Regions from separate parts of the Sus scrofa genome. Here region 2 is linked to region 1. Evidence: chromatin contacts called from public Hi-C data. All regions are on one chromosome and are shown on one strand. Each heading gives the region's core, a stretch centred on a gene start, on an enhancer-like site or on the middle of the called end of the contact. The rest is flanking DNA. Distances are from core to core; before and after follow the strand shown.

What was found. Hi-C and Micro-C count contacts between places; a contact is called where the count stands out from the background.
Region 2: a contact with region 1 is called in a Hi-C map of subcutaneous adipose tissue, with 1.6 times the contacts expected there. The contact joins two enhancer-like sites. A contact is called at or near these places in 1 of 47 Hi-C or Micro-C datasets (subcutaneous adipose tissue) and 2 of 2 datasets of contacts at active chromatin or transcription factors (alveolar macrophages and skeletal muscle).

The regions. Positions count from the first base shown.
Region 1 is chr3:118,454,768-118,458,634 of Sscrofa11.1, reverse strand. The region is part of intron 2 of OSR1 (protein odd-skipped-related 1); the gene reads right to left. Among named protein-coding and RNA genes, the nearest start is that of OSR1, 88 kb to the right of the region's middle. Within about 2 kb of position 1,599, at least 10 of the 83 cell types and tissues checked have an H3K27ac peak or open chromatin away from gene starts, as enhancers often do. A contact at or near this core is called in subcutaneous adipose tissue, where this site is marked.
Region 2 is chr3:118,584,750-118,588,616 of Sscrofa11.1, reverse strand. All of the region lies in intron 4 of OSR1 (protein odd-skipped-related 1), which reads right to left. Among named protein-coding and RNA genes, the nearest start is that of OSR1, 220 kb to the right of the region's middle. Within about 2 kb of position 1,891, at least 22 of the 83 cell types and tissues checked have an H3K27ac peak or open chromatin away from gene starts, as enhancers often do. A contact at or near this core is called in subcutaneous adipose tissue, where this site is marked.

The DNA of each region.
Region 1 (3,867 bases), core at 350-2,849:
GTGGGCGGCTGTGTGAGGAGGACCTGTGGGTGGGGGGGCGTCTCGGGTAGAACTGGAAAACCTGAGGCCATGTGCCACGTAGAGGGGCTGTGAAAGGACAAAGGACACAGACTACGTGTGATGCACCTGAGGCTCTGGGGGAGGTCTGTGTATGCTCTGGGAGATAAGAAAGATTGTGTGTGTGTGTGTGTGTGTGTGTGTGTGTGTGTGGCAACCATGGGACATATTGGGTGGGATCTATTAGTATGATGCAATGGGTGACTCAGTGTGTGAGGGCACTGCGGAGGGTGAGGAGGGTGCTGGGAAGGTGTGTGTCAAAGTGATACACTGGCCACCAGAAAGCAGCTCTGGGGTTGGCCAGGCCTGGGCTCTGAGACCATCTCCAGGACCAGGACAGCTGCTTGTGCCAGGCAAGGCCGCTGACAGAGTGACCTCCGTGCCAAGGCTCAGGTCCAGCCTTGACGCTACAGACCCAGGCCCCACGGTTGGGGAAACCTGGTGGCTGTCCCCTGATGCCTGTGCCCAAGGAGACTGAAGCAGAGCAGATGAGGCAAATCGCTTTGTGGCTGGTAAGCAGCTCCTGCTGTGAATCAAGGGCCTGAGGAAGGTGGCGGAGTCCTTGGCCCGAGGGAAGTTTGTGGCTGGATCTTGTGTAGCTTCGGTCCCTGGGGCCACATTATCACTAGTAATGACCTCAGCCCAAGAGAGACATAGTCTACTTTCCCAAGCAACAGACGGCCCGTCCGTGAGGCCCAGAAAAGAAGGCGCCCTGGCGGGCAGCCCAGGACCCCACCCAAAGGCCAGTGCCCCCTCCCCAGGGGCTGTCCCAGAGGAGGGCCCAGGCTCGGGGTCCTGACTCTCCCCTCCTGGGCACGTGACCCCCATCATCTCTAAGATTCAGACCCAGAGGCCAGGCCTCCAAGGCCCTCGGGTATCTCATCCCACTTTCCTGGCTCACTTCTGTCGCCTCTGTGCTTCCCCCTCCAGCCACCCTCAGACAGCGAGCAGCCCTCCGTGTTCACGGCTCAAGACACTGTTCAGAGAGTCCTTGTCTAAGAGTCTGGGAAGGGACAGGCCCCTGAAGACTGAGCCCAGACGATGATGGGCAGGATGCAGAGAGTCACAAAGAACTTCTGAGGTGACCCTCAACTAGAATTCCTGATCCAATATTTACAAAGGCTCGGGAAAGCTGTTCATCGCTGGTTTTTGAAGAAGAAGGCGCGCCTTCCTATTGTCATGTAAAACTCCAACATGACAAATTGCTTCTTCAAACAGCTTACAATCCAAGACAGTGCTGGATATGGAGCTGTATCAAGAAGACCTCTGAAAAACGACTGCCAGGAGCAAACAGCCCAGGAAACCTACACCCAGCAAGGGACTGCAGGGGCACTCGGCTGGCCGGCCTCCTCTCCACCACCATTCTCAGCAGCTTTAAGAGTCATATACTAGACCCACCTCTCGCCCTCTGCTCTCGTTTCCTTGGTTCCAAGGGATTCAATGAACTTCACCATCACCTTGGCCACCACCTCCCATGGGTGTACTTTACAGCTTGTCAGTTATTTCAGCCAATAACGGCATCAGCTCTGAAATGCCAAGCAGCTCTACTCTAGGGCCGCCTCTTCCCGTAATCTAGAGCAGCTTGGCTCCAGCAACTCGGATCTCACTGGGAGGCTCAACCCATCGCCCCTTCCCCTCTCTGACCACCTTCACCCTCTCTGCCCCGAACACACACACATTCTCACCCTCCTCCTCAGCCGGCTCAGCTTCTTTGATCAGCACTGCAGCCACTCTCTTGCACATGTATGTCTCTTCTGCCCCTTTTCTCTTTATGTTGTACCAGCCTGGAAAGACCTGAAGCTCAATAACCCTAGTTATCTGCTTGCTCTGAGTCTGTAGCCAACATGCTGCCTCTGGAGGAAAAAAAAAAAAAAAAATCTATCTTTATCTCTGTCTCTATATCTCCCTCTCCCTCTCCCTCTCTCTCTCTCTCTCACGCACAGTCTTCATCTAAGTCAATGAGAGAATCATTCAGGCAACTGTTGAGACCAGGGACCTTAGAGTCACCCTTGATTACTCTCTTTCCCTCATATCCCGTATTTAATTCATCAGCAAGTTCTAGCAACATCACGTCCAAATATATCCCAAATGTGACTCCCTCTCGCCCTGTTTATCATCAAAATATTAGTTGAAACCTCTGACATCTCTTACCTAGTTTACTGTAAATTCCTTCTAATTTGCTTCCCTTCCTCCTCTCTTGACCCCACCCAGTCCACTCTCCACACAGCAGCTGGAAGGATCTTTTTTTAAAAAAGAAAAACGGACTTTATTTCTCAAAGAAGTTTTAGGTTCACAGCAAAACTGAGCGAAAAGGACAGAGAGTCTCCATGTGCCTCCTGCCCCCGCCCCGCCCGCGCTTCCACAGCCCCTCCCCACCAACATCCGGCACCACGGTTGTAAGTTTGTTACAACTGATGAACCTGCATTGACAGGTCATTATCACCCAAGTCCATAGTTTACATCAGGGTTCACTCTTGGTTTTAAAGAAAAATGTATAAATGGAGGATAATGCGAAGAAAAAGAATGTATATAAATGTAAAGCTGGGTCACTTTGCTGTGTAGCAGAAATTGAAATCAACTACGATAAAAAAATTTTTTTAATAAAATAAATCCAGAATTTTCCAAAAAAATAAATATAAAAAGTGTATAATGACATATACCTACCATTATAGTATCATACTATAAAATAGTAAAAATCCTAAAAATCCTCTCTCCTCCCCCATTCATCCTCTCCTCCCCCAAACCACTGAGCTTTTTGCTGTCTCCATGGTTTTACTTTTTCCAAAATGTCACATAGTTGGAATCATAAAAGAGAGCCTTTCCAGACTGGCTTCTTTCACTTAGCAATCTGCAGGTCTTGTCATGGCTCCATTGCTCATGTCTATTTAGGGCTGAGTAATATCCCATTTTCTGGATGTGCCATAATTTTTTTTTTTATCTTTTTGCCATTTCTTGGGCCACTCCTGTGGCATATGGAGGTTCCCAGGCTAGGGGTCTAATCGGAGCTGTAGCTGCCAGCCGACGCCAAAGCCACAGCAATGCGGCTCTATGCCAGAGACACAGCAATACGGGATCCGAGCCGCGTCTGCAACCTACACCACAGCTCACGGCAACGCCGGATCCTTAACCCACTGAGCAAGCCCAGGGATCAAACCCGCAACCTCATGGTTCCTAGTCGGATTCGTTAACCACTGCGCCATGACAGGAACTCCCTGGATGTGCCATAATTAATTTATCCACTCACCCACCGAATGACGTCTTGGTTGCTGCCAAGTTTTGGGGGGCATATTTTTGTGTAGACATAAGTTTTCAACTCATTTGGGTAAATACCAAGGAGCATAATTGCTGGATCATATCGTAAGAGTATGTTTAGTTTTGTAAAAAAAACAAAAAAAATGCCAAACTGTCTTCCATACCATTTTGCATTCCCACCAGCCATGAATGAGAGTTTCTAACACTCCACATCCTTGCCAGCATCTGGTGTTGTCAGTATTTTAGATTCTGGCCATTCTAATAGGTACAGTGGAATCTCAGTGTTTCATAGAGTTGTCTTTGTAAATCTTAAATCTAATTGTGTTGCTTCTCTTTTTAAAGATTTCCAATGATTTCCCACTACAACAACTGTCAAGTGCAAAACCCTTAGAATGACCTACTAGGTCCTGCCTAATTTGGCCTCTTCCCGGCCAATCCATTCTGATTGGTCGACACCTATGTCATGCTGGTTGTATTTAACCTTTTGATTACCACGCACTTTCCCACATCTCTCTGTACCATTCTCCTCATGGACACCATGCTCCAGCCAATTTCTCC
Region 2 (3,867 bases), core at 642-3,141, 130 kb before region 1:
ACAGCTCCAATTAGACCCCTAGCCTAGGAACCTCCATATGCCACAAGTGCAGCCTTAAAAAGCAAAAAAAAAAAAAAAAAAAAGTGAATGAAAGGCCCAAATGTAACAGGTAAATTTATTAATTTCTTACAAGAATATATAGTTGTATATCTTCATGACTTGGATTAGACAATAGTTTCTTAAATAGAACACCAAAATCACAGGAAACAGAAAATAAAAGTTAACTGAGCTTAAATTTAAAACTTTTGTGCAAAAGACACTATCAAGAAAGTGAAAAGACTTCCCACAGAATGGAAGGAGATATTTGCCAATCATACATCCAATAAGGGTCTAGCATCCAGAATACATAAAGAACTCTTCCAATGGAACAACACAAAGAAAACAACCCAATCAAGAAAGGGTCAAATGGCTTGAATAGACATTTCCCTAAAGAAGATATAAAACTGACCAGCAAGAGAGTTCCCGTCGTGGCGCAGTGGTTAACGAATCCGACTAGGAACCATGAGGTTGCGGGTTCGGTCCCTGTCCTTGCTCAGTGGGTTAACGATGCGGCGTTGCCATGAGCTGTGGTGTAGGTTGCAGATGCGGCTCGGATCCAGCGTTGCTGTGGCTCTGGAGTAGGCCAGTGGCTACAGCTCTGATTCGACCCCTAGCCTGGGAACCTCCATATGCCGCGGGAGCGGCCCAAGAAATAGCAACAACAACAACAAAAAGACAAAAGACAAAAAAAAAAAAAAAAAAAAACTGACCAGCAAGAAAATGAAAAGATGCTCAACACAGTAGTCATTGGAGAAATGCAAATCAAAACCACAATGAGATGCCACTTTACACCCACTAGGATGGATCTAATAAAAAACAAAAACAAAAAACAGAAAGTAGCAAGTGTCTGTGAGAATGTGGAGAAACGGAGCCCATCACACATTGCTAGCGAGAAGGTAAAATGGTACAGCTGATCCGGAAATCCGCTTTGTGGTTCCTGAAAAAGTTAAACATAAAATTACTGTATGACCCGGAAATTCTACTCTGAGGTAACTCAAGAGAATTGAAAACAAACAAAAACTCAAACAAAAACCTGTACACAAGTGTTCAGAGCAGCCAAAAACTGGAAACAACCCCAATACCCATGAACTGATGAAATAAAATGGAGTATGCACGCACGTACGATGGAATATTATTCAACCATAAAAGGAAGTAAGTCCTATACCTGCTATATAACATTATGAGCTCTGGAAACATTTTGCTAAGTAAAAGCAGCCTGTCACAAAAGACTCCACAGTATATGATTTGTTGATATGAAACGTCTAGAATAGACAGATCTATAGGGACAGAAAGGAGATACATGGGTGGCCAGGGGCTCAGGGAGAGGAAAACAGAGAGTGAATGCTTGATTGGTACAGCGTTTCCTTTCAAGGGGACAGAAAATATTCTGGAATCAGGGGTAATGGTGCACACCACTGAATGTACCAAAAGCCACTGAACTGTACACTTTACAGTGGTGAAAATGGCATATTTTATAATCTCAATAAATGCTTTTTTAAAAGAAGCGCAAAGCAGTGGAACAAAAATCAGACAAAAGTGCTTTTTAGTCACTTTCTCACTTATCGTATTCAGCCTAGGTGGGGAAAGCTATGCTTTGATTGCACATCCAGACATGTGATGAGCTGGAGAAAACTAATTTCGGATTTCAGAGTTAGTTCTAGCTGTGATATTTAAGAGCTGATCACCCTGGGGGAGTCTCTTCATTTCTCTGGGCTCCAGTTACCTCAGATGACATCCTGGTGTCCACCTGCCCAATGTATGGGTGAGCCCTGGTCTGGATCCAAGGACCACATGGAGAGGCCATGAGTCAGTCGTGAGCCTGACTCATTACGAGATGGGTTAATGGTAAAGTGGGAGGAGAGGGGAAACGATCCAGTTTTTCTTAAGATTTCCCCTGAATTATCCTCATTTGTGGGCAAAACGCTCAAGCATGCTATTTTTAAAGGGTGACGATACTTGGTTAAAATGTCCTCAGAGGAAGGGGAGGTAAGGCCTGGGAGAAGTTCTGCCCAAACCACAGTGCCTCCAAACTCCAGCCACATCACCAGCAAACAGCCCTAATGAGCTCTGTCCTGGACGCTCCAAATTGAATTACATAATACATTTCCGTTTCATTTCATGAATCACGATTTAGGATACAATGTTCCTGGGTTGCAGCTGATATATTTCAGAGATTACCAAAGATTTCTAAAAGAAAAATCTATTTTATTAAATTCATATGTAAAATGTCTGTATGTCAGCCAACTTATTTATTTCAAATTTGGGATTTTCTTAAACGCCGTAGTTACAGCTCAATGTCAAGAGAGTTCCCGATAAACTCACTTAACGAACGGTAAGACTGCCGTGGCCCCTGGATTTTTCATTTCTTTTGACAGCCCGGTTCCTGGCTGCTGGCGGTAGGTTTGATTTCAGCTGCCCCTGTTGGAGTCCCTTTGTGGCTGAGAGTGAGAATGAGTGGTTAAAGCCTCAGAACGTGGACCAGGGGAAGTGAAACTCGTATGGAGAACTAGGGAACAGTGAGTCGAGCTCACGAGGACCCTAAGCCCCATATTCAGACATTAACTCCTTTGTGGATGGCAGTGCTGCTGGCATCCGTGGGGCTCACTCCCCTTTGCTGAGTACAGCCGAGAAGTGAGGACACGGGTTCTGGAAGCAGAAAGACACGGTCCAAATCCTAGCTCAGCCATTGTTAGCCCTGCAGCCTCGGAAAGGACACTTAATCTTTCTAAGCTTCAGTGTATTAAGCTGTAATTTGGGAATAATAATAATACATATGTCATAGAGTTGTTATAAGGACTAGTGACATGAGGTATGCAGAGCGATAAGCGCAGGGCCTGGCACGGAGCAAGCAGTCAATAAACATCAGTTGTGTGGTAGTGTTGTTTTTCTGCCTTAGGAGCGGCAACTTTGAATTACAAATTGAGCTCTGGCTCACTCAGCCTCGGCTGAGTCGCCACCCGTTCTCAAAACTTTTGATCAAGTTCGCTTTTGCCAAAGCTCGTGCTCTCTGAGATCTGACCTGCTGTCCATCATTAATTCCTGTCTTCGCTCGTCATTTATTTAATATTTACTATCTTCTGTGTGCCAGACAGAAAGTTAACCATTAGCGGAACAAAGGTGAGAGAAAGAAAACAGGGTTTCTTCCCTCCAGGTTCAGACTGGGGAGAAAGGGTCGGGATGAACACAAGCTGGTTTGGGAGGGGTGCCAACTGCCATGAAGTTGCGGCAGAGGCAGCGGGGAAGGCCACGTGCGAGGCCGGTGTTGGGTGAGCAGCGTCTTCCCTACCAGGCTGCGGTGCGGATGAAACGAGAGCCAGGGTGGAGATGGAAAAGGGCTACGAGTGGGGGAGACGGTCTGTTTGGGGAGATGGAGACTAATTACCCTGAAACACCCGAGAAGGGGGGCAGGGCACCATAGTTTCAAATGTCATGCCAACCACGGCAAGCCCATTTTACAGAAGAAGAAGTGGAGGCCCAGAGAGATGCTGTACCTGGTCCAAAATCCTACAGCTGGTAGTTAACGACAGGCACAATCAGCTAAAGCTAGCTGACTCCTTCCACAGGACCCTGCCCCACACACCCTCACTCCATCACACACTCTACACCGAAGGCCAAGGTGACTGGTATTGAGTAGAAATCCAAAGAGGCCTTCTGGTCTTCTCGACTAACCTACGTTGCACCCATCAGCATTGACCAGTCTATGGACGGTCTAACCCCAATTTCTTCTAAAGAAATAATGAACAGGTGATAAGTCACTTGAACAGTACTGGAAATTCCTTCTGGCCTCCATTCTCACGCCCCGGCTTAATTTTCTCTAACACAATGCAG